Linked DNA regions of Gossypium hirsutum: region 2 is linked to region 1. Evidence: chromatin contacts called from public Hi-C data. All regions are on one chromosome and are shown on one strand. The core of a region is the stretch at or near the end of the contact, and the rest is flanking DNA. Distances in the headings are between cores, read along the strand shown.

Evidence for each region. A called contact is a pair of places that touch in the nucleus more often than the background predicts.
Region 2: a contact with region 1 is called in a Hi-C map of leaf, with 2.8 times the contacts expected there. The contact joins the enhancer-like site here to the promoter of LOC107953117 in region 1. A contact is called at or near these places in 12 of 34 Hi-C or Micro-C datasets (fibers, leaf and an unstated tissue).

The regions. Positions count from the first base shown.
Region 1 is chrA07:22,472,824-22,475,971 of Gossypium_hirsutum_v2.1, reverse strand. It overlaps LOC107953117 (LOB domain-containing protein 1), which reads right to left and starts at 1,607. Exons shown (of 2, transcript XM_016888343.2): 1 at 1,251-1,607; 2 at 101-831. The coding sequence starts at 1,508. The coding sequence ends at 481.
Region 2 is chrA07:22,516,238-22,519,747 of Gossypium_hirsutum_v2.1, reverse strand. No RefSeq gene overlaps it. Among protein-coding and RNA genes, the nearest start is that of LOC107953205, 13 kb to the left of the region's middle. Within about 2 kb of position 1,632, at least 2 of the 9 cell types and tissues checked have an H3K27ac peak or open chromatin away from gene starts, as enhancers often do. A contact at or near this core is called in leaf, where this site is marked.

The DNA.
Region 1 (3,148 bases), core at 358-2,857:
CCGAGTCAAAATCAGAGGAAGTAGTTGCTGAGATGGTCAAAAGCTAGTTAATCTAACAAAGAACTAAACCAAAACATCAATTATAAGTAATCATAGTAGGTGACCTAAAAGTTGTTATAATTTCAAAAATCAGAACACAAATATAAAGTTTAGGAAGAAAAAAAATGGAGTACATATTTCTCTTTCTCTCCAAACATGGGAGGAAATTACATGGAGGAAAAAGACATATCTACTTCATACCAACATCCCGGGACTATCAAATGTACCCAAAAAAAAAACAAAAAAAACAAAAACAGAAGCAACAGCAAATCTACTACTAGTTAATTTTAACAAAGTGATTAGACCCTAAACTTCCATCTACTACCAAGTTAATTTTATTAATCTCCTTCAACTTCTCCTTCTTTGGAGCCATTGGCTTTGAGTTGGAAGAGTTTCATTTTCATAAAATTTCTAAACATATGCTTATAAAGCTTGAGTGCTTCATGTCCAAAGAGGCTCCCATGATGAACCTAAGTTGTTGTCATCCAAGAAACTAGGGTTGCTGTGGTAGCTTTGTGGGCTGTTGCTGAGGAAATCGTCGATGGGTTGGTGGGGATTCTGTTGAGGAGACTGTGCCACCTCCATGCAAAGCAAAGCCACCAGGTTGGCTTGCTGCAACTGCATGTTCACCACTTCAGCTTGAGCTTTGGCTAGTTGTGCTTGGAGCTCATTAACTTGCTTTTGCAGTTGACAAATGGCCCCGGCGCAACCGTAAACCGGGTCTCGGATTCTGGCACTCGCCTCGTACACGATGCTGCTTACTGCATCAGCCCTTTGAGACTCTGGGAGTTCCTGAAAATTTCCCTCGTTTTAGCATATCTGATCATAATTGACTATTGAGCAACCACAAATAATTGCTTAATGCGGGACAGTCAATTCCCTCATTTGCATATATGGGAAACGGATAAGTACATTTGGCGACATATTGAGCAAGTGCCAACATTTTAATGCAGAAAGTAGGGTCCTTTCCACATGCAATGTCATTGACTATGTCAATAAACCTCAATTTGTGTTTAACTATCCGTCTCAACCCTGCCCCACCCTTGTAGAAAATAAAAATCGTTCCACCAAATGACTTTTCCATAAATATATTATCTGTTTTGAACTCAATTGTCAACGCATTAACCCGAAGCTACAGTGTTTTACCATTTCACACTATCAGACTCTAGGGTGAATGGGAGAGTGATTATGGAGAAAAAGAAAAAGGATACCTGCAAGAACTTGATAATGTTGCTAGCACCAAAGACACGATGAGCAATGGTAAACTTGGTAGGCTCAGTGGGAGGGAAATAAGGTGCCAAGACGCACTTATCAGCACATCTGCGCCTTAAGATCTTGCAAGCGGCGCAAGGGCTAATAACAACGGATGTAGGAGGAGGAGGAGGAGGAGGAGGAGAAGAAGATGAATTGGAAGACTTAGGCGAAGGAGATTGAGCAGCTACTTCACTAGTATATTCCATCTTAAGCATTGGGGGGGGGGTTAGGCTAAAGGACCAAATAGACAGATATGGATTCTTTGTTTCTTAGTTTTAGGGAGACGGAATGGATGCGATAAAGATGATAATGGTGGTATTGGTGGGGGGTTCCTCCTTTTTTTATACTAAAGATCTAGGATTGAAGGAACACAATGACATCATCTACAGTGACACGTGACATCAACTTCTCCCTTTAGATTGCAGCTTGGCTATATTTACTTTTTTAACCATTCCCAAGTGGAAACATAATAAAGGAAGAGAATTTTATTCAATTCGTTTCGTTAGGTTTATTATGACTGCATTTTCTTTTTCTTTATCCCATAATAATAAAAGACTTTTCTTCTTGCTTTGGAAAAAGCATGTGTTAGAAAGATTGTATTTTAAAATTTTAGAAAATAATATTCTCTAAAAAATTTTAATTTAAAAGTTTTTAAGTTAAAAGGCAGTCTAAAATTGAAATTTTGAATTTCTTTTGAAAGATTAAACTAAACAAAGAAAAATCTCCCTGGGAGAAATGTAATTTTCTTACATATGTAACCCTCTTTCCTTCTAAATGCCATTTTGACTAGATGCTTTAGGGATGAAATACTAAATGAAAATAAACAGAATACATTCATTTTACTCAACTGCCCAACATTTAGGAGTAAGGTGGTTTTTCTAGAAGGAACTTCTCTCTCTCTCCAAAATTCTTGGACTAGAAAATAAATAAAATGCAAGAAAAGTCTAAAATAGAGAAAGAAAGAATGAAAGTGCAATGTCAAATAAAATAAAATAAAAAAGAAAGGGGAATGGTCCACACATAACTACTTCTTGATGGCCCAGCCTTAGCCAAGAGAACACGTAGATGAAGTCACTGCTGTGACTGAGTTTAATTAATTCATAAATGGGCTTGCTCATAGATGCCGTCTACCACCTAATGGCCTGCCCACTCCACGAGAATGGCACTCCTTTTTCTTTTTGTGAAATTATTTTCATAAATGAATTATTATTATATAATGATGGATTTCATATCATCTTTGTTGCGATTGATGTGCAACTCCAATTATCACTATTCTTTTTTAAATCTTTATTAAGTTTATGTTTATTGTTTTTATCAAATTCAACCAAAAAATAAAATTAGTGTTTACGCAAAATTGAAAAGGAAGAAGGGAAAAATAGAGAGGGACGAATTCAAAATTTTATTTATATTTTTTCATAAATTAAAATATAAATTTATTATCTATTAATTTATAAGTTCATTATTTTTGAAGGGACTAAACATAAATTATTTCTTTTTTATGAAGGTTAAAGTACAATTTTACTATATATTAATTTATAGTTTCTTTATTTATAAGAGGATTGAATTGAAAATGTTTTATTTTGGGGGCCAAAGTACAAGTTCATTATATATTAATTTATAATTTCTCTATTTATAAGAGGACTAAATTGAAAAAAAAATCAATTTTGAAGGGCCAAAACCTCTGCCTGCCTCCCTTCAGATTCGCCTCTACAAGGAGGAAAGAAGTTGGCCATGCAAGGATTTAATGGTAGGTGGTCCAACAAAGTTTTGACATAAGGAGATGGTCTTGCCTTGATGGTGAAAGAGGGAGTATTTATTGGAAAGTTTACTCACCAATATGTCTACGTTTGGGTCT
Region 2 (3,510 bases), core at 383-2,882, 44 kb before region 1:
GTAAACACATATATGTAAGTAGGAAGAAGTTATAAGTTTTATTTACTTCATAAATAAAAGCACAAAAACCAAGAAATTCATATTTTTAAATTTTGTTGCGGGGTTTTTTAAGTATAACTTAGCTATTTCATAAATAAGAATAAAAACATCTCATCATGCTATAACATAAACTATCAAAACAGAAGAAAAAACCATCAAATTACAACATGTTTAGAAAATATTACAAAAACATAAAATAAAATAAAAATCATCAACAGAAAACAAGAACCAAGGAATGACTTACAAATAAATGAATACAGAATTTGTTATATTGGTTCTAGACATATTCAATTAAAGCTATCGTTAATGTTAAATAAATGAAATTTGAACATATTTAAATACAAATTATTCTTTAATTTAAGAGTTTGAAGATATAAATAATAATAGTATAGGATATCACCACTAATTGCTTTATGTTTTATGATAAACCAATTAAATTGAAGAGTTTATAAATAAGTGAAAACAAAAACATGAGTTAATTTCCCTTTTATTTATATACTTAAATTTATGCTATAAATATATATAAAGTTTTTTATTTAGTAAAATAAAATAAATTAGAGGCCAGGGTTGCTTTGACTTGTATATAGTTAGAGGTGATATCGGTTCAGTTTGGTTTGGTTGAAATTTTTTTAATTTTTTAAATTATTCTCGATTTGGTTCACTTCAACTCAATTCTTGATTTTTTCATATAATTATTTTGACAAAATGAGTTTTATTTTATGACTTTTGAATATTATTTGACAAAATTTTAATTTTTTTATAGATATTTCTAAAAAATAATAAATTTTTAAGAACTTTTAAATTATTTTCATTATTTTAAATATACAACATTTATTTTCATATAAAAAAATAAATTTTGATTTAATTTCCGAGTAACTCCAAATACCTTAATTTATAAGATAGATTTGTAAGATGGATTTTTTATAAGATGATTAAAGGTGTTTACCGTCTCAGGTGTGAATTGGGTTCGAGTCACACTTGACATGTTTGTTGTTTAGACTTTACCTTGTTATTTTAATGTCTTAATTCCAAACCAACTGACAAATAAAATTTTATAACAATAAAATGCGAAACAAAGCAAATAAATAAATAGATTTTTTTTAAAAAAAATCTCATTATAGATTTTGATTATATTTACCATTTTTGATATAATGCCTAAAACTACACATAGTCCCTCCCCAACTCATAAATAGGTGGATAATACATTTCAATGCATTCGAATTCACATCCTCTTATATTGACAACAATACACATACCAATCAAACTGAAAAACTCAATCAGTAACAAACAACCAAAAACGTTTTTTTTCCGAATCTTATTATTTATTCATACGATACTACATAAAAATTTAAGTAATAAATTCCCCCAATATATATATATATATGATCAGCCAAATTAGGTGCCAAATGTCCCAAAAAATAAATATCTAACATTTAAAAAAAGAAAGTCATCAACATGACAATTGGAAGCATGCACATGGTGTTGTTAAAAATTTCCACACAAAAATCTAATCTTACAAGTACAAGGGATCCAACGTGCCATTGTTTTTCATATATTCTTCTAAGGTTTGAATGGGGGACATAGAATGACAAAACGGAAAGTCATTGTCATAATAATAATAATAGTATTTGGAGACTATTGGATTCACTTTGATCTTTCTAAACCCCATCTTATTGAAGTCCTTCAACTACCTTACTTTTGTTAATTAAGTCCTGCTTTGTCCTTTTATTCTTGCTCATCTTGGTTTATGTAAATATAAATAAATATTTAAATAAAATGATCATTTTATTATTGTAATTTAGATATGGACAAAATGATGAAGCTAACCTATATACATATACAAGAAATGATGAAGCTAAAACAAAATTTGGTCAAAAAGGAACATAATTGTTTTCCAGTTGCAAGCATAAGCAAAAAGAAATGATATGTTGGGTAAAGGATGACGAATTTTTGGCTATCAAAACCGACAAATCATAAACGTAATGTTGGTTGATTATGATTTCACGTGGGAAGCACATCATTTCATTTATCCTTCCAAAACCGCGTTTTATTGAGGTTTCACGGCTCAATCTTACCTGTTTTTCAATTACCATACTAAACCAACTCATATCTTTATTTAATTAATTCCAATTTTAAGAGAGAGACCAAACTTCCAACTTTGAAATTAATATTATCGGGAGTGTAGGTTGGAACTCATGAATATGTGTATTGTAAAATATAAATGAAGAATACATCAAAAAAATTATTTATATTTATTATAAATTTTTTTATTATGTTGGTGTTACGGATTAATCAAATAATAATTCAATTAGAAAAAGATAAAAATACTATCATTTTACAAAGTAAATTGTATTAACTTAAAGGTATTTTTATCATTTTATATCTTTTTCATAGAAAAATAAAATTTAAACTTACATCTCATTAATTTTCAACATCTATACTTTACCGTTAAACCAAAACTTCATTTGTTCTTTACATAATTTCTTTTTATATTTTTTTCACCTACATTGTGGATGTGCAATAATCTAATATTAATAAAATAAACATTTATACCATTATTTAAAACTTTGACTGGATTAGTATCACTTTCAATTCAGCACTAACTTATTTATAAAGCAACAAATATTAATTTAAAAGTAATTTATTTTTTTTATCTTTTTACATATAATTTAAAAATAATACATTCACATGTAAGATACCAACCTTATCATTTCAACAAACACTAAATTTTATTTTTATCTCAAATAATTATATATTTATTACATAAAATTTCCAACCGCTAATCCCATAAAAAGTTAATCAAACATTTTCACGTGACATTGTGCATTGTCCAAACATGAAACAAGAAATAATGTTCTCTCAAATCAAACCTCTATTTTCTTCACGAATATGTTATAAACAAACTGAATTAAGATGTTCAATCGTGATTAGAACGCGCAACGAATTTCTTTCCTAATTTTCTAGTTTAATTTATTTTTTTTATATATAAAAATGACGTGTTTATAGTTGGAAAAGCAGCCGTACAAGATTCAAACAAATTTTCTCCAATTTTGTATTGAAAAATTGATGATTAATAACATGAGTAGAAAAGGTAGATAAGAAAGAAAACAATAGGGAGATGAAAAGAGAGAATAACTAGAGCATAACCAGAAATGAATTGGTTACCTCATATGTCTATCAGTACCTCTTTCTGTTAGTTTATTGAAATCGGAAATAAATTACATGTTAAATCACATGAATAAAAATAGATAAAAATAAAAAATATTTAGAAATGAATTTGAGTTTTATCACTAAATGGAAATTACTTAAAACATTAATTTATGGTTTTTTGAATTATTAATTAATTAATTAATTGAAGTTTGAAAATGTAAATTAAATTAATTGGTCATAGTGAATCTATTGAATGTAGAAATTTTAAATATATTTTCTCATATATTCTTTTACGGTAAAATTGTCATGATTTTAATGGAA